Linked DNA regions of Mus musculus: all the other regions are linked to region 1. The links are chromatin contacts, called in public ChIA-PET maps. All regions are on one chromosome and are shown on one strand. Each heading gives the region's core, a stretch centred on a gene start, on an enhancer-like site or on the middle of the called end of the contact. The rest is flanking DNA. Distances are from core to core; before and after follow the strand shown.

Evidence for each region. ChIA-PET counts read pairs in DNA pulled down with a chosen protein or histone mark.
Region 2: a contact with region 1 is called in an RNA polymerase II ChIA-PET map of effector CD8 T cells, with 8 read pairs. The contact joins two enhancer-like sites. A contact is called at or near these places in 1 of 115 datasets of contacts at active chromatin or transcription factors (effector CD8 T cells) and 1 of 9 other capture datasets (embryonic stem cells).
Region 3: a contact with region 1 is called in an RNA polymerase II ChIA-PET map of memory CD8 T cells, with 6 read pairs. The contact joins two enhancer-like sites. A contact is called at or near these places in 2 of 115 datasets of contacts at active chromatin or transcription factors (large pre-B cells and memory CD8 T cells) and 1 of 9 other capture datasets (pancreatic islet).

Annotation. Positions count from the first base shown.
Region 1 is chr14:77,858,471-77,863,181 of GRCm38.p6, reverse strand. The region is part of intron 1 of Dnajc15 (DnaJ heat shock protein family (Hsp40) member C15); the gene reads left to right. Among named protein-coding and RNA genes, the nearest start is that of Dnajc15, 14 kb to the left of the region's middle. Within about 2 kb of position 2,146, at least 35 of the 459 cell types and tissues checked have an H3K27ac peak or open chromatin away from gene starts, as enhancers often do. A contact at or near this core is called in effector CD8 T cells and memory CD8 T cells, where this site is marked.
Region 2 is chr14:78,455,837-78,460,547 of GRCm38.p6, reverse strand. No RefSeq gene overlaps it. Among named protein-coding and RNA genes, the nearest start is that of Akap11, 79 kb to the left of the region's middle. Within about 2 kb of position 1,842, at least 65 of the 459 cell types and tissues checked have an H3K27ac peak or open chromatin away from gene starts, as enhancers often do. A contact at or near this core is called in effector CD8 T cells, where this site is marked.
Region 3 is chr14:78,436,001-78,440,711 of GRCm38.p6, reverse strand. No RefSeq gene overlaps it. Among named protein-coding and RNA genes, the nearest start is that of Akap11, 99 kb to the left of the region's middle. Within about 2 kb of position 2,506, at least 38 of the 459 cell types and tissues checked have an H3K27ac peak or open chromatin away from gene starts, as enhancers often do. A contact at or near this core is called in memory CD8 T cells, where this site is marked.

The sequences.
Region 1 (4,711 bases), core at 897-3,396:
AAAAAAAGAAAAAAAAGTGATTGTTACAAGGATGCAACTCTGGCTTCTACTTACATACACACATATGTCCACATCCACATGTGAATACACACATACATACATACATACATACATACATACACACATACACAAATTACGGTCAAATTAATCTGTTCTGTGTGAACTATTTGTCAGACTAAAGATTGACTCTCTTATGTTTCCTGCTTTCTCTATGTGGAATTAGAAATGTGGCTTCCTCTCCATATGAGTCATTCCCAGATGCAGAGGATTAAAAAGAATTATTGGTAATTTATAACTCTGTATTTGTGCTTCAAAAGAAAGACCAGGTGCTATATAGATGGTGATGAGTACATGCTCTTCCTGTTGAGACCCGGGTTCATTTCCTTGCCACCATGTTGAGTACTTCTTAACTGCCTGCAACTCTAGCTCCAGGAGATGTACTCTCTTCTGGATTCCCTGGGTACCTGTACTCATAAGCACAAGCCTTTTTGCACATAAACAGATAATTTAAAAAATAAATAAAAGGACTGATGGACTTAAAACAAAAATCAAGGTGGAAATTTGTTATGTAGTATAAGCTGGCGTCAAATTCCCTCTGTAGGCCAGGTTGGCCTCCAACTCTAGCTACTGCTTTGCCTCCCAAATGCTAGGATTACAGGCCCGGGCCAAGTATACTCAGCTCCCAATGGCAGGAACATTTTAGTGAATGAAAAAGACATAATATCCTATATCAACTAAGCTTTGATTTAATTCTGTTTATGTCTAATATTTTACTTAACATTTTCATATTTAACTTGATTAAAAGGACTTATTCTGACTTTTAAAGTAGAAAGCTAGTTGTGTAGAGTCAATTTTTCAGATTGACTTCAGTTTCCATGTCTCCCTCAGTAAATACTTGCTTCATCAAATTATCTTCAACAAAATCATCCACCTACTGTGAATGTGCAATCAGTTGTTTATGCTATACATAAACTGTAGAAATTAATATACTTAAAAGAGATAATTCAGATATTTTTCCTTTCCAATAGGGCATTTTAATTACAGTAAATAAAATGAGTTTTTGAGTAGTCTTACCATTCTTTGTCCTTTAGTGTGTAAATTAGATACGATTGCACAGTCTTGGTCTTACTTAATGGAACTTACTCAATCCCATGATCTATCTAACTTGTGTTTATTTGTTAGTGTATTTAAAAGTCATAAATCCTTTTTCACTTTTCCCTTTATAACAACTCTTGATACCTAGAAAGCTGCAAGAGACAAAAGCAGTCTCTATATACAACTTGAAGAAATAAATACATTGATTTTTAATAAAAATAGAGTATTGTAAATATTGTAACAAGAATATCAATAAAGATCTTTGGAGACTCTCATGGAGATGATAATATTGGAGGCCTACTATGTGCAGGGTCCTTAATAGGACACATTTGATAGAGACCCTGTATGTATGTATGTATGTATGTATATATGTAATAAAGTGGCAGGTAATAAGAGGCACATTAGTGAAAGTTCTAGTTGTAATATATGGATGATTTTGTTGAAGATATTTTGATGAAGGAAGTATTTGCTGGGGTGTGGGCAGGGGAAGTTTGTTGGGAGCCGACTCTTAGCAGAAAGCAGCTATCATCTCTGCAGCCATCTTGGGCATTTACTTACAGGTGGTACTTTTCCACCCTGATGAGAGACTTGTTTTCCTAGCATGATGTTTTTGCAAGAAACCCACCACAGCTGAACACACTCTGATAACATCTTGTTTTTCTCCTACACATTCTGGACTTGTGGTTAACAAGTGGTACAGCTGCACTCCCCAGCTTGTACTTATATTGAAAAGTACTTAGTTACCTTCCAACAAAGGAGACTTGAGACTAGATCAGACCGACTGTCTTGTCTCCATTCTTCCTTCGTGTCTCTTGCCCTGCCATCCCCACTCTCTCCCTTGCAGACCCTGTTGACTGATCCGCAGACCAGGTCAGAAGTTAATCAAAAAGAGACAACAAATCACCGAGAGAAGCAAGAGCTGGGGAATGTCCCTTAATCGAGGAGGCAAGGCTCTAAACTGAGCAGAAATCTGAGAGTTCAGCCTTGAAGAAACACTCATTCAATAGACCCTCAGCCCAGGAAGATTAAGGCAGAAAAGAAACTGGGGAGTCATATGCTGTTTCACCTTCATCCTGTTGGCAGCCAGAGGTCAGAGGGCATGAGTACTGAGTGGTAGAGTTTTAGAGATAAGAGAAATGAGGAGAAAATACACAACTAGACAAAGGCTGGTAGAGAATGGGCCTGGGGAAGCAAGTAGGGAAATAATTAGAGTTCTTGGTGCTTAATTGAATTAAATTGGTTTGTTACTTTTAAAAACAATGTAGTTACATTATTATTAGAATAAAATGATTGCCTAGGGGGTTAATATTTCCTAATAAAATACCTTTAGTATTGAAATAAAATCTCTTTGTAATAGTAGAAGCAACTGTTAGATTTCTGAAGACAATCGATAAAGAGACCGGAGCCTGACCTCATTAGATGGAACTGTTTATTACCACACACAGCAAGGGGCAGCCTCTCTCCCTAAGGAAATTGAGGGGTCTGCCAAGATGAAAAGTTGGTAGAATAAGGGGCTTGAGAATGGGAAACTTGCAGCTCTGGGGGCTTATGTGTCTCTCCTTCACTCTGTCCTTCTGAAATTGTTTGCTCAACAGACATTCATGTCTGTTTCTTTCACTCAGCTGATTATTTCAGCTGATAAGGTGGAACAAGGTCATCTGTAATCACATAGGAATCCCTTTTTACAATAGAAGCTTTCTGTCGGCAGCCATTTCTCATATTTTTTAATTCTTGCATTAGCAAAATGTTGCAAAAATTATCATACAAAGAGTTTGAAACTAGAGTAATGCTGTTATATAGGAGAGGAACCAAGGAGATCCAAGTCCTTTTTGTCCACAGTATTGATTTCATGGTAAAAGGATTTATAAATGGACATTACAGGCCAGAAAGTAAGCTTTATTTAGAAAAGAACTTGAGTTGTGTATTTGGAAGCAAAAGTGTAAGACTCTGGCCAGCAGTAGCAGGTGGCCTTGCCAGACAGGACCTCATTGAGCAGGTGGTAGAGCATGTTACCTCTTTCGTGTTTATGGGTGGGCTTGATTATATTCAAAAATTTAAATTATTTGTGCATCTGTGGTTGACTAGGACTTAGATCATTCTCTTGCTAGTAGTAAGGTAGTCACATGCACTGTGCAGATGATCTTGGAGGCCATTATCAGACTCAGGGTAACAGTCACATGTTCCTGGTGGAAGGTGTGTTCATTCATTTTGTAGCTGGCAATGATTTAAAATGCTCCTCATTTGTGATTGAACAGAGCAGCCAGTTGATCTCATTAAGTGCAAAACAGAAAGAGATGTTGTAGTGGGGGAGTTCTCTTGTTTCTGATCCCTGACTCCCAGCTGGCTAATTGTCTCACCTCAGTTTTAAAGCTTTATAAACAATTGTGTATTTAACCTAGGGAAGATCAATTAATTTTCTGGAGTCTTCCTCAGAAATCAGTTCTTTGAATCTTCCTGTACTTAGATAAATACAAGGGACAAAGGACTCTGCTAAGACTTGTGCCACACCACACACAGTTGATATTGGATGGTTATTTTACTGATTTTATTAAAGCAGTTGACATTTACTATTTAACATGTGCCAGCCCATTGTGCTAAGACCTTTATAGATATTCATACACTTTATCCTAATAATAACCGTAGAGTGTGTGCAGATTTGCTAGCAGTTTGGAATGCATCAATAAGTTCGACAAATAGAATATAGAGCTTTACATTCTGGCAAGAATATTTTCATTGTTGCTGGAATTCTCTGTGTATTCTTGAATATTTTATCATGTTTATGAGCCATTTAGATTTTAGTCCTATCCCCTACAAACATTGCTGAGGTTTGAACCCAAAACCTTTTCGTGTAGGCACATTGTCTAAGTCCTTGACTCTAAGAATTTTTTAGAAAGATGAAAGCCCCTGGCCTAATATCCTGCCTGATCTTACTGGATTGTCTTTTGTTGCGGAATTCCTCCAACTGTATATATTAAATATATACAGTTGGAGGAATTCCATCTGTATATTGGATATATGCTGCTTGTTGTAAAGACTTCTGCCAGCCTATAGAAGATTGGTGCTATAGCGTTATTAAGAACAGGAAGGGTCAGTGTTGGCATAAATGGGTGTTTCTAATGAGATGAAGATATAAAAACTATAAGGGTAATAGATTTTCCAAAGAAAAAAATAGTTTGATTAAAACATAGTCATTAAAGAAGATGTCGAAAGTTTATAACACCATGACACATAGCACCAAGGAAAGCTCTAAAAAATAGCAAAACCATATGTGGTGATTTGAATATGTTTGGCCCAGGGGGTGGCACTTTCAGGAGGTGTGGCCTTGCTGGAGTAAGTGTGGTCTTGTTAGAGGAAATGTGTCACTGTGGGGTGGGCTTTGAGGCCCTCCTCCTGGCTGCCCATGGGACAGACTTCTATTGGCCATTGGAACAAAATGTAGAACTCTCAGTTCCTTCAGTGCCATGCCTGCCTAGATGTTGCCATGCTTCTTGCCATGATGATAATACACTGAGCCTCTGAATCTGTAAGCCAGCCCCAATTAAATGTTGTCCTTTATAAGAGTTGTCTTGGCCATGGTGTCTCTTCAGCAATGAAAACCCTAACTAAAACACCATAC
Region 2 (4,711 bases), core at 593-3,092, 600 kb before region 1:
GAATCTTCAGAGCCTAGCCTAGCAGTACCTAGCTCAAACAAAGTGACAAAAAAAAAACCCCAAACAAACAAACAAACAAACAAAAAGAAAAACAAACAAACAAAAAAAACCAAAAAACCCCAAACAAACAAACAAAAAAACCCCAAAGCAAAGCAAAACAAACCTTAGAATGAGTGATTGGGTGTTGGCAGCATTTCTTCGACACCTTAATGTACTTAACACTTGTGTTAAGTACATTAAAAGACATAATGGAAGGTGTTGGGGTGGGTCTTTCCTTTTACAGAAAGCACACATTTCTGGCCAACATTATCACTTGATAGTAACAAGTGTAGCCAACTCTGTGTAGGAATTCATCCAGAGGTGGGAACCTGATAGGCTGCCCACATGCATGAGTCTATATTCTAATTCTTTCTTTTAAATTTATTACGAGCCCACAGACTGAAATTCAATTCTTCTTCTTTTTTTTTTTAATTTGCAAAATATAGTTTAAAAGATCCCAGTGTTTTTAAAGATTCTCATATTATCCGATTCAGGCTATTTTGATGCCTATAAATTTATAAAAATCAAATGTTCTGGAATTACAGACTCCTTTGAATGTTCCAGTGCTGATTCTATGCAACATAAGTAGCCTTTTGTTTTTAGGCACAGGGAATACATGATTGAAAGAATGATTTAATTCCACATCTGGGGGGCGGAACACAGCAGCACATTCTCTGTGATTATTCATGGAGCAAACGCAGCCTCCTCCAGAAAGCCACGGAAATTGTGAATAAAATTACCATCAGAGTTTTGTGATGGTGGTTTTCTGAATGTCACCAGCCATTCCGCAGGGAGAGATCAGCCAGAGTTCCCTCCCCTGTAGCTGCAATCCAAGGCCCTGGGCTCGAATCCTGTGTCTGGAGTCAGGTGACTCTCCCTTATCTGAACTGTTCATGGTATTCCTCGAGAACAAGAAGCCTGAGCAACACCTGCCTGCAAACTCAGATCCCTTACGTCAGCCCCACCGCAGCAGCAGCAGCAGCAGCAGCAGCAGCAGCAGCAGCAGCAGCAGCAGCAGCAGCAGGCACCGCCGCCACCTTCTCTGCCTCTGCCGGCCCTTTGCAGTAGGCACTGCCCTCAAAGACACAGGCTCCAACTTGGATGCACTGTACAGTTGGTCTCAGGGCTGGGGCCACTGGGCCATGAGTCAGTCTCTAAGGTCCCTCCAGGGAGGGCCATGCACCTAGGCTTGACGGCAAAGTGAGGTGCTGTTTGCTTTAGCTTTTGTCTGGTTACAGAGTCATTAGCCAGAAGGGAGCTCTGATGTCAGTGTGGTCTTTGTGGATTTCCTCAGTCAGTGTTTGTGAAGGAGATGCTATTAATGGTGTGGCATCCGGTTCAGTTGGATTTTACAATAGTGATTTTATTTTTCATTTCCCTTGCTATGGCAATTCGATATGCTCTCTTAAGTGCAACTGGACACATTACTGTGGAAGAAGTTGAAAGAAGGCAGTGCCTTTTCTGTCCTCGCCCCCCACAACCCCCTAGCAACAGGGGGCAGGGCATGAGTGCCATGACATCGTGCCTCTAGTCAACTTGGAGAACCTTATTATTTTCAGAGTCTGTCCCGGAACCACAAAGCTGTGGCTTAAATGTCTCTGGTCCTTCTTTGGGGCTCAGTGCCTGGAGTCAATGTTTGTGGTTCTGAGCTGGGTGGAACTCTTGAGAAACATGCTCAGGAGAGCAGAGGCTCCTGTTGGCTTCGATTTCCCATCTGTAAAGCAGAGATCTGAGAACTGATGAGATCCTATGTGCGGTCCAAGGCAGCAGAGTACCTGTGAGCTCTTAGGTCTTTGAAGGCAGGTGCTGTAAGCATGAGAGATAAAAGCTTCCTGAGATGAAACGATGGTCAGAGGTCTTTTGAGAGCTGACAACATTCACTGCAAATGATTCTCCCCTCCCCTCCCTCCAAGCCTCTGTTGGTTTGAGAGTTGAGTAGCTGGAGGAGAGGTGCTAGAATGTAATGTAACATCTGACTCTCTCAAAGTAGGGAGAGAGGAAAAGGGAAAGGGAAGGAAGGAGGAGATCTCCAGGGAGAGGGGAGGGAGGTGCTGGGGTGATCTAAGAGCTAGGAGGAAGGAGGCTCCAAGTAGGATGAACTGCTCTGTTTGTAAGATGCATCAGGCTCCTTCTAGCCCTTTCAAGGCTTGGCTTCACTCAGCCAAAGCTGTGCTACCTCCTCTTCATTTGGGATTAGCAAAGATCTCTCTGGTATAGGGCTGGTGGTGAGTCAGACTTTCTGGTCCTTGGTGATCGCCCTGCCCCAGCTGTTCTTCTTCATTGGTTGTATCCTCTGCTGAGCTCTTTAAGAACAAAAAGGCAACTGGGCTCTACCAATCTTCACACTATTCTTCTCATTGTGAGTCCCAAGAACCCAGCACAGAACTGTCCTCTAGGGAAGACTCACAACATAAGATGAGACCCCCATGTTGAGTGAGCCCAAGTGGGTGTCTGCAAGACACTTCTTTAAACAACCCAACTTTTTATTGGTTCTTTGTGAATTTCATACCATGCACCCCAATCCCACTCATCTTCCCCCTTCATACCCATCCCCCATCCTTGCAATCTGTCCCCCCAACAAGGAAAAATAATCTCATTGTGGAAGCTGTAGGGCATCACCCTGTATCCCAAAGTATACCCTTTTGTCCATATCTTCTTTGCTTACAAATGTTCATTTCAATGAGTTATTGGTCTGGTATGAGGCCTCTGGCTTCTGCTATTCTATTGATAACAGTTCCTCACTGGGCCTCCTCTCAGATGTCCTGTCATTGCCCTGTGTCATGGCAATCATATATATATGACAGGCCCCTTCACATACTCTAGTCCTGCATCGATGCGGTAGATGTTGGGGTTGGCCATGGATCTAGGCCTGAGAGGTATCTGAGCTGGCCAGCCTGCCTGCTCTCCCAGTCTCATGCCCTTGTGCAAGCTCGCCAATGACAATATACCCCTGACTCCACCAGGACTAGCTCTATCCTTCTGCTCAGGCAAGGTGCAGGGCTCACTCTCCTGAGTGTTGCAGCAGGTGAGAGAAGTGGCAGTCTCATGACCCTGGGGACAGCTTTCCTGTCTGCCATGGATGGTGATGAATGAGATAGGGGAGGAGGGAGTCTCTTCCTTGTTCATTCCATCACCCAGCAGACAAGAGGCGGGCCAGCTCTCCTCCTATGCTCACACCCTTGGGGCTGGCTCACCTGTAACTCCAGCCTTAGGGGCAGCTCTACTGTGTTGCCTAGGTAAGGGGCAGGGCCTGCTCTCTCAAGAGCTGCAGCAGATTGCACATTCGAGAGAAAACATGAAAATTTGTCCCTCTAAACCAAACATACTTTTGAACAAACAGCTCAGCAATCACTAGGCCTACTGCTCGTTGAATGAGATGAACACTCTGCGCATCCAAACATTCACAGCAGCTTCATTCATTGTCATTGGAAACTGGAAGAAACCCAGGTGTGTTTCAGTAGAGTACCAAGCCAACAAATATGCAGTGGAATATTACTCAGCAATAAAGGGACTTGAGCTAAGCTTCCCTGACGTACCATAAGGACATTTAACTGCTAAATGCTTATTGCTTGGCCAATGGAACATAGTGCTTGCCAAACACGCTGGCATTTTGGAGAAGGCAGAAGGTTAGTGAATGACCAAAGTTTGGAGGGTAAAAGGTAAGTAAGTTGAGTGAAAGATGGGATTTTAGAACTGATGAATCTAAAAAGCTATATGACTCAAAAATGGAATATGAATGGTAACACGAGCTTTAGTAATTAAAATGGATCTAATGCCAAGTCTATAATTAAAGGAATATACCACAGCAATGCCAAAAGTTAATAATAGAAAAAACCAAAACACAAAAACTCAAAAAAAATGTTCACACACTGATGAGGTGTATGGGAACTCTGTGCTAATTACTTTTTTTTTTTATGTAGCTAGAACATTTTAAATGGAGTCTGTTGATGACTGTTGTTTTTGACAGGTGGAAGAAGGTGCAGAAGACAGACTAGTATGCTATGCTGAATGCCAGCCAGGCCAGCAGAACTCTGGGTGGGATCTGGGCCAATTTCAGAACCTCCATATAGGGCTAGAGAGGTGACTCAGCTGCCAAGATCACTCTTGCTGGGATCTGAAGTTTGGTTCTTAGCACCTGCATCTCATGGTTCACAAACACCTGTAATCGCAACCTTGGGAGATATGAGATCTCTTTTGGCCTCTGAAGGCCTGGCACACATTAGTGCATGCACACACAGACACACACATGCACACACGCATCAAAACATGCCCTATATAAAGCTCTTGCTCTATAGGGTCCCCAATGAAAGAGCTGGAAAAAGGACCCAAGGAGTTGAAGGGGTTTGCAGCCCCATAGGAGGAACAACAATATGAACCAACTAGCACCCCCAGAGTTACCTGGGACTAAATCACCAACCAAAGAACACACATGGTGGAACTCATGGCCCCAGCTACATATGCAGCAGAGGATGGCCTAGTTGGACATCAATGGGAGGAGAGGCCCTTTGTCCTATGAAAGTTCTATGCCCCAGTGTGGGGGAATGCCAGGGCTAGGAGGCAGGAGTGGGTGGGTTGGTGAGCAGGGGGACGGGGAGGGGATGGGGGGAGGGTGTTTTCGGAGGGGAAACCAGGAAAGAAGATAACATTTGAAATGTAAATAAAGAAAATATCT
Region 3 (4,711 bases), core at 1,257-3,756, 580 kb before region 1:
AGCTAAGATGAAAGGATGGACCATCCAGAGACTACCCCACCCAGGGATCCATCCCATAATCAGCCACCAAACCCAGACACTATTGCATATGCCAGCAAGATTTTGCTGAAAGGATCCTGATATAACGGTCTCTTGTGAGGCTTTGCCAGTATCTGGCAAATACAGAAGTGGATGCTCACAGGGCCCCCAGTGAAGGAGCTAGAGAAAGTACCCAAGGAGCTAAAGGGGTCTGCAACCCAATAGGTGGAACAACAATATGAACTAACCAGTACCCCCAGAGCTTGTGTCTCTAGCTGCATATGTAGCAGAAGATGGCCTAGTCGGCCATCATTGGGAAGAGAGGCCCCTAGGTCTTGCAAACTTTATATGCCCCAGTACAGGGCAACACCAGGGTCAAGAAATGGGAGTGGGTGGGTAGGGGAGCAGGGCAGGGGGAGGGTATAGGGAACTTTCAGGATAGCATTTGAAATGTAAATAAAGAAAATATCTAATAAAAAGAAGAGATCTATCTATCTTCATGAATCTTGTTTGAATGCTGCCCCCTTCCTGTACTGGTTTGAATAAGAATGGCCCCTATAATAGGCCAATGTATTTGAATGTTTGGCCTCAGGTGGTGGAACTGTGTGGAAAGGATTAGGAGGTGTGGCCTTGTTGGAGGAGGTGTGTCACTGGGGGTGGACTTTGAGGTTTCAAAAATTCCCATGGTGTTCTCTGCCTCATGCTTGTGGATTGAGATGTGAGCTCTCAGCTACTGCTCCAGCACCATGCCTGCCTGCCTGCTGCCATGCTCTCCACACCAAGATGGTTATAGACTCTAACCCTTTGCCACCATGAGCCCCAAATTAAATGCTTTCTTTTATGAATTATCTTGGTCGTGGTTCTTACTAGCACAATAGAAAATTAAGTCAGTCCCTAATGTAAATCTCTGCTTGTGGAAAGTAACCAATAGAAAATTAGGAATAAAATACAAGACTCAGCCAATGTTCACTTTGCCTATGATCATTAAATCCCCTTGATGGGTTGGATAAGTACTATTAGCCTTACTTTACAGATAATACACTGATGTGGAAGATAGATAAGTAATTTCTGCCTGATGTCATGGCAGTCAGTGATGGAGATATTTTGTAATTCATACCAATTCTGTTCTTAGTTATTTGCCTGGCATTCAATGAGAGTGAGAAGATTGAGGGGAAGGGGAGGGGAAGGGAGAAGAAGAGCAAGCTATCGATGAAAATATCATGGCATTTCTTACCTTTTTGCCAAACATCATGGGTTTGGAACAAAACCAGCCTGTAATAATGAAGGGGTGCTGGAAAAAAATCTAAGGAAGAAACATATATTGTAAATATAAACTTAAATAAATTGAAGCACAATTTGCAAGAGAAAACTGCACTAATCCCCGTCAAAGTGTTTATCTTTGATGAATTAGGGCTGAGCAAGCACACCTGTGTAACCACAGCCCAGACCTGGAGACAGAATCTGATCAGTACCCACGCTCCCAGTACCTCCTTTCCTACAATCACGATCTTCCGGTGGCCAGCAGGGAAGGACAGCTCTTTGCTCAGCAGCCTCCTTGGCACTTGGGAGGGGCATGTGGATAATTAAAGATAATTAAAGGTCATTGAGAAACACTAACCAACTGGGAGTCTTCTAGAGGAGGCAGCACTAGGGGGCATTTACGAAGTCCTTAGGCTTTGACTCTTCGCTATTTTTGCTTTTGTGTTGATTGATTTTCAACCCAATTCCCTGTGTTGCTACTGCAAGAGTTTCCCTGGTGTACAGGAGCAAACAGGTAAGTGAAGTCTTTCTTCCTATCCACCTGTCTCTGAACACCAGGTATGCTTGGGAGAAAATGGAGACCAAGATGACTCATGGAGGTTGGGCAGTCCTATCTCAGTTTGCCTTTGGTGCTTCTGGAGTGAGACCTTGCCTCAGTTTCTACACCTACATAAAACAAACTGCTAGGAGTGTGAATGTGTTTTATAGGCCTAGAAACTGAGGCAAAGCCATACCTTCATGTCTCAAGTGTGAACTATGAAGAGTGAGTGTAGGGCAGTAGAGCGAGATGGGTGTGAACAGGGGCTCATGGTTCAGGCAAGGAATGGACCATGGACATTGTTAGTATTTAGCAGAGAACAAGAAGAGATGGAAACACAAAGCAGGAGAGGCTAATCTGGTCCTCCTGGAGTCTTTGTCTTTTAAATGCACTGTGAGTGTTTAACTTAGTTTCCTGCAGGACCCCTAAGAAGTGTTGCTTTTTGTTCTCCTTTCACAGATGTGGGAACAGACAGACTCAGTTTCTAAGCAATTCCCTCAATTTTGTATACTAAGAAAGCACTGGGCTGCAGTTCATATTCAAGGGTGACCAGAATCTTTGCCCTTCACCTGCACACAGGGAAAGTGTCAAGAACGCTGCGGTTAATGCAGCCAACTGCTCAGCAGAGGTCAAGGGGAGCAGGGAGAGGAAGTGGTTTCAGAAAATGTGATGGTATGTGGAAAAAGGCCCTCTCTGGTTTCTTCCGTTAGTGAAGAAGGCAGCTGGAGGTCATATCTGCTGTTCTAGGGAGCCTCTGAGACAGGCAGAAACACTGAAATTTGGGACGAAGGAAAATAGAAAACATACAGTTGTCTCTTGAAGCCTTCGATTAGCTGCATCATTAGACAGATGTTTGTCAGTTAATCATAAAGTTTAGGAGAATATAAATGACCAGGCAAGAGCCTTTGCTTAAGTCCAGACACTGAATAGGATAATACACAAATGGTATTGATGTTAGAGACTGTAAAAGAACCACTAGCCTAGGGCCCTGTCTTAGCAGAAGGTCAAAGGGGTGGGGAGGGGCAGTGCTAGTTGTCAAACATGAAAGTCCCTTGAAAAATCAATGTGCTGGGTAGCAAGGGGCAGCAGATGATCAATGGGCCTTTCTGGGCCTTCTACTCTTTGGAAAAGAGCATTTCAAGTGGAGCATCTTAAATAGCAGTCCCCCCTCTCCTCCACCATTTTAATGGACAAAGCATAAATAAATGCAATGCTACAGAAAATACAGATTGTATGTAGTTCCAGGGGCTGAGAGCCAAAGGCACCTATTGGGCTTTAAAGAGCTCAATATTTTATGTCCATTGTGAGAGCAAGGCTGAGTTTGCAGGATGGCTCTTTATTGAAGCCAGGTGTCAGCTGTCTTCTTCGCCAGGAAGGGCGGCTGTTGGAGTCCCAGGAAGCATTTCCTGTGGTGATTGTGCTTTTCTGGTCCAAGTGCCAAGGGCCACCAGTGTCCCCAAGACTCCTACAATTTCTCATTTCTCCCCTTCTCTTTCTGCCCTTTTCTCCCTCATACTCTCCCCACCTCATCCTGTCCATTTCCTTGAGCAATTGCACAAGGCCCTAACACTCAAAAGTGGTTAGCATTTATGTGAGATTCCAAACTTTGTTTCCTGGTCTTAGATCCAGGAGATGTTGCTACCTTATGCTCCCTGTGCCTCCAGCTGAACTGTTTGGACAAGGGTCCCTGGTGTGCTCCCGTTTACCCTTGGCTGAGAAGAAGCCGCCGCTTGCAAGCTTTGGCCTGATGAGTTCTTTCACCAAAGAGGACCTACTAATAAGGAGAAAATGAATCCGTGCCAACCCCTTAGCCCAGTGCCTGGCACACGGAAGGATCCCGGTAAAGCCAGACTTCTCTGCATATCAAAGCAGGAAGACTGGCTCCCCTCTTTGCTCCAAGATAGAGGAGAAAAGAAAATCTTCTGAGCAAGGGCAGAAAAGTCAGGGCCTGGAGCTTGGAAATCTGTCCTGGAGTCAGGCAGCTGCAGGAGACTGTGAATGTTGGAACCTACTGATTCTTGACTTGCATTTGTTCGTATGGGTGAGCATGCGGGTGTAGTTGCACAAGCATAGGTGTGTGTGTGTGTGGGCGGGGAGCCTGCATTCCAAGGCCCAAGGCCAACCTCAAATGTCATCTGTTAGGCTCCGTCTGTCACCCTGTTATCTGAGACAGTGTCTCTCATTGGCCTGAAGCACACAGCATTAGTGATAATTAGTGATAACTGTTATGTGTCTTAGGAACTCCTCTGTTCAGACTTTAAGCATTGGTGTGGATGAGTTGGGTCTCTGCCTTCTCCTACCTTCTCTTCTCTTCTCTTCTCTTCTCTTCTCTTCTCTTCTCTTCTCTTCTCTTCTCTTCTCTTCTCTTCTCTTCTCTTCTCTTCTCTTCTCTTCTCTTCTCTCCTCTCCTCTCCTCTCCTCTCCTCTTCTCTTCTCTTCTCTTCTCCTCTTCCCTTCCCCTCTTCCCTTCCCTTCCCTTCCCTTCCCTTCCCTTCCCTTCCCTTCCCTTCCCTTCCCTTCCCTTCCCTTCCCTCCCCTCTCTTTTCTTTTCTTCCTTCCCTTTCCTTTTCTCTTCTTTCTTTTATCTTCCTTTTTCTCTTTTCTATCTTTTTCTTTTTTGCAATTAGATCAGTATCTTCACTTTTAACCACTGCCTGTCTGTCGCTGACTCATCGTAAAACTGCTGAACTTCCTGAAGAGGACTTGAAAGCTCAGTTTTCTCTAGCTAGTTAGTATGTCCATGTGGGCACCCTTTAAACAACCGCCCACCTGCCTTTAAGCCTTATCTCAGAGCTGTCTTAGGTGAGGCACCCATCACCTCCGAAAGCAGAAGAAACATGGCTTGGTAGCTGCCACCTATGTCTGGTTTTTCTCCCTCTACTCCCTTGCCCACTG